3 separate regions of the Zea mays genome follow, and all the other regions are linked to region 3. Evidence: chromatin contacts called from public Hi-C data. All regions are on one chromosome and are shown on one strand. Each heading gives the region's core, a stretch centred on a gene start, on an enhancer-like site or on the middle of the called end of the contact. The rest is flanking DNA. Distances are from core to core; before and after follow the strand shown.

Region 1 (4,519 bases), core at 327-2,826, 170 kb before region 3:
TATCATCACATGAGCGAATCATAAACTAATTAAGTTTAATATATATTTATCTTACCATTTAATACTCATCTATGTAATTAGTTTATAACTAGACTAAATTTAATACTTCTAACTATCATCCAAACATTCGACGTGATAGGGACCAAATTTTAGCTCGGAAAACCTAACACCCTGTAAACTAAAGACAACACTATTACAATGCCAATGCGCATCAAATATTACACTTTATATTAGCTAAAATGACTATAAAGGTACACGCTGGAATGGAGCATGATCCTCTTTTTATAGCTCACTCGGTCGTTCGTTCTCCTTTAGCTAGCAAAGTTGTTTTATGTGGGAGCGTTGTGTGTGGCTCCAATCATGTTAGACTTAGATGGTTTCGCACGGTCTATCTGTAGGGTAACAACCCACTAATAAGGGCTAAGATGTTTTCACAGTGGTTGCCGACTTGTTTACACAGCGGGTGGGAGCGTAGCGAGAACGGGGAAGAAGTGGAGGGCGGGGCGTGGACGGTTCTGTCGAAGTGCTGGTCACGAAGAGGGGGATACTCAGGTCAGAGGCCATTGTGCCACACGTTGAAGAGGAGGGACAATGGAGGAATATTGGGCCGCACGAACCGCTGGGCCACACAAATCGATAGGACACAGGCGCTGCTATGAGATTTGTTTGATTAGTGCTATACCGACCAGAAACACAACGTAGCTTATAAGTGTTGTTATAAATCATCTGTTGCTCACTCCAACTCTTTAGCTTTGGTGCCGCACCAAGGTACACTTTTTTTGGACGGGGCCACATAAGTGCTTTTGGAGGCGCGTACGGGCGATGGAAGCCCACATGCAGGATGCGACCATTTTTCTTTTTAACGAGGAAAGGACTCTAACCTTTTCTCATCCTGTTAATCATATACTCCTTTCCTTACTAAATTATAATCCGTTTGATTTTTAACAAGTTTGATCAACTTGCCTTATTTAGTCTTTTGATAAAAAATAAAATTTCGAAGTTATTCTTATAGTCAAATTTAATATTTGTTATGATTTTATAATAGAACGAGTAGTCAAATTTTGGTAGAAAAAAGCCAAATAAATTATAAATTAAATCGAGAGGAGTATATTCCGTACTAGATTCATCAAACTATTCCACGAAACAGGCTCTACTGTCACGAGTAAATTCTGCCATGCACGTGCACGAGCAATTTTGACTGGTTGATTCAACTGACGCGTCAGTTCAACGCCGCAGCACACCAGATTTTAAGGGCGCCAAAATATAAGCCCAGGACGTGGAACAGAAATCTGGCGTGCTGGCCGCCCGTCTGGAATTGTCAATCTCAGCTCCTCAGTCCAACGTGGCAACGGCAGCAACATCGAGCAAACTCGGCGGTGCCCATCCTCCACCGGCGTCTCGTCAAAAGGCAGGGACCGAGGGAGGCTAGTAGAGCGATTGCGCTGCGCCTCTGGCCTCTTCGCGCAGAGCCGCACACCGACCCACGCCGGCCGCGCCCACCAGGCAGCCAGGCACCACGACGCGGCAGCCCCCGGCCTCGGAAGCCAAGAGCCATACCGCCTCTTTTTCCTCCAAAAGCCAAACCACCACACCCCCTAATCTCTCGCTCTCTTCCTTTCTCACCCCCGTGACCCTGTCTCGCCCCTTCTCGCCTCGCCGCCGCAGCCGATGGGCTCCGGGGAGGAGCCGTCGCAGATGCGGAGGGCGCTGGTGGACTCGCTCGCGGGTGCCATCTCCGGCGGCATCTCCCGCACCGTCACCTCCCCCCTCGACGTCATCAAAATCCGCTTCCAGGTCTTCCCGCCCCCCCTAATATCTCCCTTCTCCTCCCGTAGTACATTCTCCGGCCGGGCTGTCGCGGTGCTGCTCGCTGGGGCACCGCCGCCGTTTGTTCGCGAGCTAGGTACCCTAGGATTTCTCGATTGCTCGGCTGGGATCACCTGGCGGAATTTTTGAGGGTGCTGGTGTGTCCCTTGGGACGCTGTAGTTTCGGTGTTTGGATACGGCAAGCCACTGCATTTCATCTCTGGAGTAATTGTGCGTCTGCGTTTGCCTGTTGTCTGAGCGTGTGGTAGCTATCTGGTTTGATCAATTCGGAAACTGAAACGGATTAGGTGTAGGTGGTATTTGAAGATGAACTGCGTGGTTTGGCAACGGTTTCACCTCCGCACTAACTGCTACGCATGATGGCTATTGGTTTAGGGATTATGCTGGCACGGTGGCTACTGGTTTAGGAATGATGTTGCCTATGGTCACCGTACATTCTGTCAGAAATGTTGATGAGTTCTACACTGAGTTTGGATGGGTGGAAATGGTGTTGGTTTTCTGAAACTTAGGGTGGGGATTGCTTTTTAATCGATTGACTTTTGCAAACTCACTGGAAGTGCATTGTAATAAGCTTACCAAATGCCAATATTCCGTTGGAATCGTGCTTTCATCACGTGTAACCTTGACAAGAATATCTGGATGTATGCTTAATTATGGATTTGAGGGCCCCTTTTGTTAGGTAGTGAACAGCTAATCTCACTTGCTTAGTTTGCACAAATAGGAGGGTTTCCGTTTTCTGCAAATATACTAAGAATTATTTTATTTTATATGAGTAGTAGGAGACAGTAAGATCAGACTATTATGTGACAGGATAATTTTGTACCCATACTTTTTACTTGATGTTATTGTTTTTTCACTAAAATTACATGATAGTATTTTTACCCGATATTATTGCTCTCCCACTAAAATTACACGATATATGAGTAGTAGGAGACAGTAAGATCAGACTATTATGTGACAGGATAATTTTGTACCCATACTTTTTACTTGATGTTATTGTTTTTTCACTAAAATTACATGATAGTATTTTTACCCGATATTATTGCTCTCCCACTAAAATTACACGATCATATTTTTTACTTGATACTATAGCTTTCCAACCAAAATTACATTATAGTATCGAAAGCGAGGTACATTTTTCGCTTCCAGGTCATCCCACCCCCTAACATCTCTCCTCCCATGGTACATTCTTCGGCTGGGCTGTCGCAGTGCTGCTCGCTGGGGCACCACCACTGTTTATTCGTGAACTAGGTATGGTATAATTGCTTGGTTGGGATCATTTGGGACTGACATAATTTTTTAGGGTGTTGCCGTCTTTCTGGGAGGCTGTAGCTTTAGGTTTGGTGGTTGGATACCCGAAGCCGTGTAGTTCGTCTGATTTGTGCCTGCATTGCGTATCTGCAGGAATTTGGCGGTCTGTGAGTCCCTGTGGCTGCGCTTGTCTCTGTTTATCTGTGGTTTGAGTGTTGGATAGCTACTTGGTTCGATCAATTTGGAATGGATTAGATATATGTAGTATTTGAAGTCGCGAGGTGCACATGGATTAACTGATTAAATGCATGGTTTGGGAGTTGTTTCCTCTCTGAGCTAACTGAATCTAACTTATAGGCATGATGGGTATTGGTTTATGATGATGTTGCCTGCTTTAGCTTATGTCCTTGTTGTGGTGGCTTGTCTGGGCATTACTGTACATGATTGCCATACATTTAGGCAGAAATGTTGATGGGTTATACTGAGTTTGGATGGTTGAAAATGCTGTTTTTTTTAAACTAAGGACAGGGATTACTGTTTAATCTATTGACTTTTGTAACCTCACTGGAAGTGCATTATAATAAGCTTACAAATGCTGATTTTCTTTTTGAATCATACTTTTATTGCATATAACCTTGATAAGAATCCTTGGATGCATGCTTCATTATGGTTTTGAGGGCCCTATTTGCCAGATAATGAGATGTTGAAATCACTTTCTTAGTTTGCACAAATTGGAGGTTTCCTTTTTCTGCAAATATACCAAGGAATAATGGAATTTGTTTGAGTAAAACAAAGATCAGACTATTATGTGACAGAAATTTTGTACTTGTGTTTTTTGCTCAATTTTATCGCTTTCCCACTAAATTACATGATAGTATTGAAAGCAGCACAGGTGCCATCGGGCGAAATGAAACTTGCCCTTTTGGTACATTGTAATCTTTTAAATATTCTATTGGTGAAAGCCATATCCATTTTGGATGTTAAGAGGCTTCCTCAATATTCTCTGCAGGTTCAGTTAGAACCCACAACCTCGTGGGGTATTCTTCGAAGGGATATATATGGACCTTCCAAATACACTGGGCTTCTGCAAGCAACCAAAGATATTCTCAGAGAGGAAGGTTTACCGGTATCTGCCTTGCCTTTGCACACTTGGTTTATGCCATATTGAGCTATTGATTTATGCCATATTGAGCTACTGAGAAACAGACCAGTACAGAACTACAGATACTTGCTCTTGCACTGGCATGCCTCTATCTATAATAGGCTAAACTAAACGGCGTCTTCTTGCTGGGTAGAATCCTGCCTTATAGTATGGAATTGAAGAATTCTGTTTTTCTTTTTATTAATTCATGTCTATTTGAGCTTTGTTTGGGGTGAAATGTGTTAGGATTTTCCACAACTTCCAGTCTTTCACATCCCCATCTACTTGTTAAACATTGTT
Region 2 (4,687 bases), core at 1,048-3,547, 150 kb before region 3:
GAAGAGTCAAACTCGACAGAACAAGAATTATCAGCGGTAAAACGACGAATAGAAAGAAGATTGTGGACCAAAGAAGGAGCGACAAGAACATCAGGAATGCGAAAAGAGCCGGGAGTGCCGGCGGCACCCACAGATGTGACAGGAAGACACGAGCCATTCGCCACCATGATGGACGAAGGAACAGAGGAAGGAGGGCGAACAGAGGTGAGTATACCATGGTCGGGAGTGATGTGGTAGGTAGCACCGGTGTCCGCGATCCACTCGGGACCCATCGACGGAGTCAGAGCGGGAGTCTGGAAGGCAGCAGCCAGGGCGGCCGCGTCCCAACTAACCGGCCCGGACGGTGGAGCAGCCGGCGGCGTGGGCCACGACGAAGCGGCAGGCGTCGAGGTCCAGGGCGACGGAGAGGCGAAGGCAAACCCTGACGGTGAGGTGAACCCCGGCTGCGCACCGGCGAAGGGTGGCTGTATAGAGTTCATACACGGGCCTCATGGGCCTAGCCACATGGGCCTAATCCATATACTCTAACATTGCAGCTCCCAGCCTTGAAACTTAGTTAGTGCTAGTCGGCGTGGTGTAGTAGTTGGTTGGCTTGGTTTCATGGAACTGTTCTTGTATTTGTGTTTTAGGCCTCCTTAGGAGAGCTGCCTTGTACTCTTGGTCTATTTTGGATCCCCTTTTTCTTAATATAATGATGTGCAACTCTCCTGTGCGTTCGAGAAAAAAAATAGGGATGTAATGTTTCTTTACTAAATTAATTAGTCCTTTTTGGCCCAAAACAAAACAGAAACTTTTCATGCACCCTCCAATTTAGACAAACTCATCACTGGTATTTAGATCTTCTCTCTTGGCCACGCTCAACATTGCAACTTCAACCTTGACACACGATGTTGGACCACTTTTTTTTAATTGCATGTGTGAATGTGTGTATGTTATAAACTATGATCTTGTCCTTCAGTCGTTTATGTCACTATGTGAAATTTACTTGTATAGAATATCTGCATCCTTTTGAGTTAATATTAGTAGTCTCTTTTGTTTACTGGGCATGCTTTGTGTCATTATGTTTCTGTTGACTTACTGAGGACATTTCTTTCCGTTCCGTTATATTTGCTTGTTGCCACTTGCCAGTATGGCAGTGTGGTACATTGGTATACCACTTCATTGACGAATGAGTTGACCTTAGCGCCTCTTAGGCATAAATACCCATTTAGGCCTTGTTCGGTTTCACCTGAAGCGGAAGGGATTGAGGGGATTGGATCTCTTTCTATTCAATTTTGACTAAGAAGTGATTTAATCCCCTTCGATCCACCCCTAACCGAACAAGCTCTTAGGTTGACAATGAATTACTTGAGATTTCACATACTCTAGCTGTGTTTAGTGCCTTTTCTTATAATGGATTCCATGCCTTTTGTTATACTCTAGCTGTGTTTATCTTGAGATTGCTAGCCATGGGATGATCAGGTTTCCTTGGTCATAATGCAGATTGAAGGGCTAAAACGCCATCCAAGGTATGGAGCTCGAATTGAGAGCAGCACATACAAGGGCATGTACCATGCCCTAAAGGAGATTGTCGCAAAGGAGGGATTTGGAGGCCTTTATAAGGGCCTTTTCCCCTCTTTGGTGAAATCGGCCCCTGCTGGTGCTGTGACATTTGTGGCATATGAATACATCTCAGACTGGTTAGAGTCGATACTGATGTGAAAATCTTCAATGCAGTAATACTTTATCCCCCTGTTTTTTCTGTTGCTGTTTATATTATTTCTCCATGCTGTTATACACTTGTGTCTGGAAGAGGCTGCAGTTCCATTGGATCTTGCAGTCCATACGAGGTTTGGGACTTGGGAGCCTGCTAAAATCAACTGGATAATTCATGCTTGTAAGGTCCTCTCATGGGTTTTTGGCAAACTATTAGGCGTTACACAAATCGGCAATCGAGTTGGTCACCGAAAATTTGCATTTCTAGATGTCTATGCACTGAGCCCTACCTTTTCTTCAAACCTGAAGTTTTACGTTTTCTTTGTTGATGTCTGCATGCTCGTTCATGTCCGGAGCAGTGATAGAACCTGAAACTGATTTGCAGGATAGGGAGCAAGGCTGGAGTTGAGTGAGGTCTTGATGGATCATGGAGCTATCAAGATACCATGACGAGAACTTTTTGCACACCGTGGACATGGAGGATGGAGACCGGAAGGTCAATCGTCAAGTGCATACAATTCCTAGAGATCCGATACATGTAAAGCCTTACATAGAAAAGAGCTGTTTTGTCGTTTCTTATTCTTTCCCCAATTGCCTAATGTGGTGGTAGGGCATTCGTTGGCTTGTAAAACAAGGCTGACTACAACTAACTTAGTGATCGCGACGCGTCATACATGACTAAGTCAAAAGCAGCCGGCAGTTTTGCTGGGATCGTGTTACGAATCTTTTCTCGGCTGCAGTCATGTTTTCCTTGCGGCTTGTTGGGGCTGCGTCTTCTACAGTCTTTTTTATTTATATGGATTGCACCTGCAACAGACTGCAGCAGCTACGGTTGTAGGGCAGCCGAACAAATTTCATGGTTGATGGCAGTCGTAATTTATTCAACCATTTTGTTGAGCACCATTTATAGTACTGAGTATGACCATTTTGTTGAGCATCATTTATGGCACTGGTATGGCCGGACGGTTCGGCATTGAGGCTCGGACGATTCAGACTTAGGTGCGGACGGTCCGTTATAGAATTAGATCAGACGGTCAAATTTCTATCTTTTTGCGGGTTTATCCCTCTAATCTTACGGGAGTTATTGGGGAATGTTTAGAAACGGGTCTAGACCTTTCTCTTATATATTTGAAGGGTACGAATATTAACAATCGATCAACAATCAATATATCTTTAGTTTTTTAACTTTTTCCCTAGGAATATATAATAACATAGTTTTCTCCCTCTAATCTCCACCTTTCTCCGGCTCAACGTTGTAGAGAGATGTTTTGGGTGGCCTGTCGATCGCAAGACAAACTCTGGGATCTCTCCTCAACAGGGTTCCTCTCAGGAGCGAGATCTAGGTGCTATTGGCGAATTTTGCCACCCCTACGCATACGCGGACCCTTCGGCCACCAGGCACGGGCCGTTCGGCTTGTCAATAGGAACCCTAGCCATTGCGTCAGGTCGTGGATCGTCTGGCTCTCGGCAGCGGACTGTCTGCGGTACTTCAGAGAGCACCGTCGTTGATACACATTGCAGTGATTAGCCCCTAGCTCGGTGTCAACATACTTTTTGGCGACTCCGCTGGGGATATCACGTGAAGATCTATCAGATCGACCATCAATGTTTGGTTCAAAAGATAGTTCTGACATCTCTCCCAGCAACATCATCGAGCCGACTATAAAAACTCTTTCGACTGAGGATCAGCGAGAGTTCAAGGAGCACAAGTAACAACTAATCAAGGATGCCCAGGTGAAGTTCCTGGCCAACTTTAAGGTGGACTGAAATCAAAAAGTCGTCCGGCAGCGAGCGACTAATCTAGCTTCGCTCTAACCTACTACAACTACCCTCAAAGTAAGTGAAACAAAAGAAATCCAATCCCTTAGATCTTACGTAGATGAGCAACGAGAACAAATGCAACGATTAATACGGGTTATGCAAGACGAGTATATGAGGCTAGCACGTGCATTTGATAAATTTGACCAATCCCAACCACTTTATGGGATACCGATAGACACATATTCTGGACAACTACAACCTCCTACGCAGATCGAGAGTAAATCCACCGATCTACGCACGACCGGACCGTCCATGCCTGAGTGCGAACCATCCTGACCAATGACAGCTGGTCCTGTTTTCCGAACTGAGTTACCGAAATCCGAGCCAGGGCCACTGCATTTTACGCAAACCCTAACAGACTCTTTCGGATCGTCCGCGCATATAGCCGGACAGTTCGAATACATCACCGGACGGTCCGCGTATCAGACCGGACAGTCCAACGCGGAGTATACAAAACGTAATATTAATTATCATTCCTCATTTTTACACCCGTCCCAGCGAAACCTATCGTTACACCCCACGAAACCCTAGTACCATAATACGATAGCCCAGACACGTGAGGGCGAGTACTTTTTGGCCTTCCATACAAGACCGAAAAGAGATGAGCAGCCATATGAGCCACCAGGGGCAAGCATTAATGCCCAGAAAACCCAAACCCATGGACAAGAAGACGACATAATACCAAAACACCCACACCTATGTTGAACCAAAGGGCCAATTGACTACCATCGGTTGCTATTGACATAGTAAGAGAAGAGATAGCTGGGGCATTCTGAGATAAGCTCGGAATTAACATGGTCCCCGGGGGCAGTCATATCGAAAACCATATGACTGTCGATTTGATTACCACCTGTACCCCAAGGAACAAGGATACCCGAATTTGGAAAAATTTCGAGTGAGCAAGGTAAAAGCACACACGAGCACATCATCAGAAAAAAATCTTCCACTTCTTAAGGTTAAGCAGCGTATCCGCACGGAGAATAGAAGAGCCTCCAAACAAGTGTCAAAACACTTCCTTGGAGGGCTCGGGGGTACTGTCGGGTATCGTAATTAGGGGCACCTAGATTACGCCCCTAAAACACGCTTAACCCCTACACCGCCATCAAGACACATTCCCCGAGGACGAAGGATCATAACTCACTCTTCGCCCGAGGCCCCTCTCAGGGGTCAC
Region 3 (4,727 bases), core at 263-2,762:
ATCACTTCGAGTTTGTTAGACTCTTAATGAAGCACTGGTTCGGGTACCAATTGAAAGTCGCCTAGAGGGGGTGTGAATAGGCGTAATCTGAAATTTACAACTTTAAACACACATTACAAGCCGGGGTTAGCGTTAGAACTGAAATCGAGTCTGGGAGAGAGGGGGGAAACAAGTCAAATGAGAATCAAGCGAATGAACACGATGATTTGTTTTACCGAGGTTCGGTTCCAAAGAACCTAGTCCTCGTTGAGGAGACCACAAAGGCTGGGTCTATTTCAACCCTTTCCCTCTCTCAAACGGTCACTTAGACCGAGTGAGCCTTCTTCCTTAATCTCACGGGTCACTAAGACCCCGCAAGGACCACCACACACTTGGTGTCTCTTGCCTCGCTTACAAAGCACTTGAGAATAAGAATGGAAAAGAAAAAGGCCAAGCCAAGCAACAAGAGCAACAAAGAACACAAGAAAACCCTCTCTCAAGTCCCTAATGGAATTGAGTTGATTTAGTGGCTTGGAGAGGATCCAATCTATTTGATGTGTCTTGGAGTGGAGTCTTTTGCTCTTGTATTGAATGCAATGTTTGGAATGCTTGGATGCTTGATGTTGTGGTGGTTGGGGGGTATTTATAGCCCCCAACCACCAAGGTAGCTGTTCGGGTGCGCCACCGGACAGACACTGTTCAGTGTCCGGTGCGCTGCCACGTCACCCAACCGTTAGGGTTCGGAGCTCGGGCGACCGTTGGAGCTTTGTCCTCTTGCGACATCGGACAGTCCGGTGCGCTTTGACTTCTGCGCTGCGCTGTCCCTGCTGTCAGAGTCGATCGTTGGCGCGAGGTAGTCATTGCTCTGTTGGCACACCGGACAGTCCGATAAATTATAGCGGAGGGCGCCGTTGATTTTCTGAGAGTGGCTGCTTCGGAGTTGTATGGGCATGGTGAACAGGACACTGTCCGGTGGCACACCGGACAGTCCGGTGCGCCAGTCCACTGCACACTCAGGTTCTTTGCTCCATTTCAATTTAGTCCCTAACTTGAATCTTTTATTGGTTTGTGTTGAACCTTATGCACCTGTAATACATGAGTTCTAGAGCAAACTAGTTAGTTCATATATTTGTGTTGGACATTTAACCACCAAAAATAATCGTAGGAAAATGTTAACCCTATTTCCTTTTCAGAGAGATTGAAGAGCGTTTAAATCCCCAATAGATCAAAAAACTCCCATAATATATCCTAACCTACTATAATCTCTCTCATTACTAGAGTACCCAAACTAGGCTTAAAGATGTTTGTTTTCTAGGACTTATTTTTAGTTCCTATATTTTATTCATTAATAATTAAATTGCTAAATACAAAAAATTAAATAAATTTTTAGTTTTCTTATTAAACAATTTAAGCATTAAAATAAAATAAAATAAAGCAACTAAAAAAAATTAATTTATAGAAACTAAAAAGGATAGTACTAACATCGTGGCGCCCACTGCCTCAGTAACAGGCGATGACCCCTGAGCACTGTTATGTTAATTAACAATCCGCTAACTAATTACGGAAGCGAAAGAGGAAAAAAAAACCCTGTCCTTGTCTCCCACCTCGACTCTTTCCATCTCGTCTCCCTCGCCTCCTCATCTCGTTCCGCCTCCTATCGGCCCAGCTCCAAACCCTAGCCCGCCGCCGTGCTGACTCCCCTAGCCAGGCACGACGTCGAAGAGAGCAGCGGCGGAGGCGGCAACCTGATGCCCAGCCCCCCGTGGGGGCCATGGAGCTCGTCCTCGTCAAGCCCGCGGCAGGAGCTCTCGTCGAGGTGGGCTCCGGGTCCGTTGCCGGCGCGGGCTCGATCCCGGCGATGGTGGCGGCGCAGCAGGAGATTTTGCACGAACAGGTGGACCAGCTCCAACGCCTCGTCGTCGCTCAGTGCCGCCTCACCGGCGTCAACCCCCTCGCCCAGGAGATGGTGAGCAACTCCCGTCTTCAATGCTTGCCTTGTTCTATTCATCTATTGAGCTTCTCCCGTTGCATGATGTGAGCTGGCCAATTTCTGGTGAAGTATATATATGCGATTGGGCGTGGGTAAAACCACAGGTTCCTAATAATGGTGATATATGATCTGTCTAACTTTAGGCTGTGCTTCATCATAGTTCCTACATACTGCGGCGCTCCATGGTGGGAACTGGAAATTTATTCGTATTCCTGAAATTAGGAAAGTTCTTCTAATATTTAGATTATGAATGCTTGTGTTACTACGGAATACAATTAACAGAAATCTATTTGTTTACTGCAGCATTGTTGAAAAAAGCTGTTCTGAACCTTCCTTACTGCAATTGTTAAATCATCGTTAACTTCATCACGTCGCACGCTGTTTTGTATACATCGTTGCAATGTTATTGTGTTTATGTATTATGGATCATGAATATCGAAAGAATATACTTTTGAGTGGATGCTGGATATTAAGGTTCAAGATTGTGGGCACACGTTTTTTCTGCTTCCATGTTTTGCTTGCCCGCCCTCTTTCTGTACTATTAGCTTTCTATAGTGTTTGAACACCCTGCTTGTCCATGAGTCGTCATCACCATTTTCAGCTAAATTATTTCTATTCATCCGTTGACTTATGTAGTATATTTGGTTTGTTCTTGCAGGCTGCCGGTGCATTGTCTATCAAGATAGGTCAGTTTGTCCACATTGATTGAATTTGCATTGGCACAGCATGTGTGGTGGATGTCTTGGCATACAATATTGATAAAATGGCATAACACCATGATGTAGTATAGCTAACATATGACAATTGGGTATTGTTCTGAACCCGATTGCTGAAAAACTTCATGAGATTATGCTTGAATTCTTCGAGAGTCTAAAGTGACATGAGATCTGATTTTTCTTCAATTATCCCATCTTTTTGTAACTATTGCATGCTGTTCTAACTTCTAAGCACTATTTAATGTTAGTTAAAGTTCTGCAGGTAAGAGGCCAAGGGATCTGTTGAATCCAAAAGCAGTTAAGTGCATGCAGTCACTTTTTGCCTTGAAGGACATTCTTGGCAAAAAAGAAACCCGAGAAATTAGTTTACTCTGTGGGGTCACTGTTACACAGGTCTGCTCCACATCTCCCATCTGATGCTTTTCTGTACTTCCATTTGATGTATTTTGCTTTTTTCGTGTGCCCTCATAAATCTGTGCATAACATTTCAAAAATACCATTAAAATAACTGGACAGAATCTTTAGAACTGGATTCAACCGAACTGGGCTTATTTTTTTATATGCAGTCTATCGACTGAACTGGACTGTAGTTTTCTTTCTTCATTTCCCCTACGTTCAGATTAATCACACTGGTTGTGTGATTGCCTTTATTCTTACGGTCTATTACATGAACGGGCCTCTAGCTCTTAGGTCATGAGTTCGACTTCCCATAGGAGCGAATTTGAGATTGGGGTTAAAAACACCCTCGTCTGTCCACACTCCAAAGCACGTGTCTAAGGTCCGGCACAAGGTCGTGGTCGTTTTCACATGGGCTACAACACATGAGGTGTTCGTAGCAAAATTGCCTGGACAGGCGTGTGGGTGTTTTCTCGACATGTGTGAGAAGGTCTTCTTAGCAAAACAGTTGGGGCAGGGTCAAGTTTTTATTCTTACTGTATGTTACTTGAAACTGATGTTATACATTGTTGTTTTTTTCATTTTTCTTTTGTGTTCATTTTTCATGTAATAACCTGTACATTAAAAAAATTTAGGTTAGGGAATTCTTTACAGTTCAACGATCGCGAGTGAGAAAATTTGTTCGTCTGTCTCAAGAAAAAGCGCTGAGAATAGAGACACCCAAAGAGCAGGACAATTCATACTCCATAAACACTGAGCAGATACCGCCGGACATAGAAGCACAAGCTGAAGTTATTGAACCTTTGAGAACTTTAGAACCGGTGGTCCTACAGAGCTCTTTGCAACCAACGTGTGTCCCTCAGATCTCTTCGCAATCAATGGAGCTCCAACAAAGCGATTTGCAGCACATGGAAGTCTTCCAAAACTCTTTGCAACAAGCAGAGGCACAACATAACATTGCAGCTCCTATAATGCCATCTGGAGCAATGGTTATGCAACCAACTGACGCTAAGATTAGTTCAGACTCTGTTCAAAAGGAAGTTAAGCAAGAGGGAGTTCATTCTGGTGTTGCGTCAGAAGATAAGAAGTTCTTGGAAAGTATCTTTGCTCTAATGCAGAAGGAGGAAACATTCTCTGGGCAGGTTAAATTAATGGAATGGATTCTGCAAATAAATAATGTTACAGTTCTTAGTAGGTAAGATGGCAGCTTTTTAGTATCAACTGAGCTTTCAATGATCATATTTATAGTTGGCTTCACCTTTTCAATAACCATTCAGGTTCGTAACAATGGGTGGTTTGACCATTATGTCAACATGGTTGAGTCAAGCAGCAATTGAAGAGCAGACATCAGTTATCCATGTTATTTTCAAGGTTCTTATATTTTTCTTTGGTCAACATGTGATGTATTTATGTGGGCCATGTAGTTTTTTTTGACTATATTACTGGTGTAGGTGCTGCTCCACCTTCCGTTGCATAAGGCTTTACCAGTCCACATGTCAGTTGTTCTGCAAACAATTAATAAGTTGCGCTTTTATAGAACACAAGGTGTGTATAAATCATCACAAGGCTTCTCTATTTTGCGAATACTTATTGGATGGTGGTATTTTATTTTACTATAGTTTTGGAAACTTGATCTTTTAAAATAA

The links. Hi-C and Micro-C count contacts between places; a contact is called where the count stands out from the background.
Region 1: a Hi-C map of leaf shows a contact between it and region 3, with 4 times the contacts expected there. The contact joins the promoter of LOC103650800 here to the promoter of LOC103650799 in region 3. A contact is called at or near these places in 9 of 25 Hi-C or Micro-C datasets (ear, endosperm, leaf and 1 more).
Region 2: a contact with region 3 is called in a Hi-C map of endosperm, with 2.7 times the contacts expected there. The contact joins the enhancer-like site here to the promoter of LOC103650799 in region 3. A contact is called at or near these places in 8 of 25 Hi-C or Micro-C datasets (bundle sheath, ear, endosperm and 2 more).

What each region holds. Positions count from the first base shown.
Region 1 is chr3:157,009,753-157,014,271 of Zm-B73-REFERENCE-NAM-5.0, reverse strand. LOC103650800 (mitochondrial thiamine diphosphate carrier 2-like) reads left to right here and starts at 1,576. Exons shown (of 8, transcript NM_001397176.1): 1 at 1,576-1,794; 2 at 4,088-4,204. The coding sequence starts at 1,669.
Region 2 is chr3:156,986,826-156,991,512 of Zm-B73-REFERENCE-NAM-5.0, reverse strand. LOC103650800 (mitochondrial thiamine diphosphate carrier 2-like) reads left to right here. Exons shown (of 8, transcript NM_001397176.1): 7 at 1,483-1,679; 8 at 2,081-2,366. The coding sequence ends at 2,108. Among protein-coding and RNA genes, the nearest start is that of LOC103650800, 24 kb to the left of the region's middle. Within about 2 kb of position 2,297, at least 11 of the 20 cell types and tissues checked have an H3K27ac peak or open chromatin away from gene starts, as enhancers often do. A contact at or near this core is called in bundle sheath, endosperm and leaf, where this site is marked.
Region 3 is chr3:156,837,043-156,841,769 of Zm-B73-REFERENCE-NAM-5.0, reverse strand. LOC103650799 (homeobox protein LUMINIDEPENDENS) reads left to right here and starts at 1,512. Exons shown (of 13, transcript XM_008676368.3): 1 at 1,512-1,945; 2 at 2,628-2,655; 3 at 2,948-3,078; 4 at 3,717-4,276; 5 at 4,359-4,452; 6 at 4,533-4,626. The coding sequence starts at 1,751.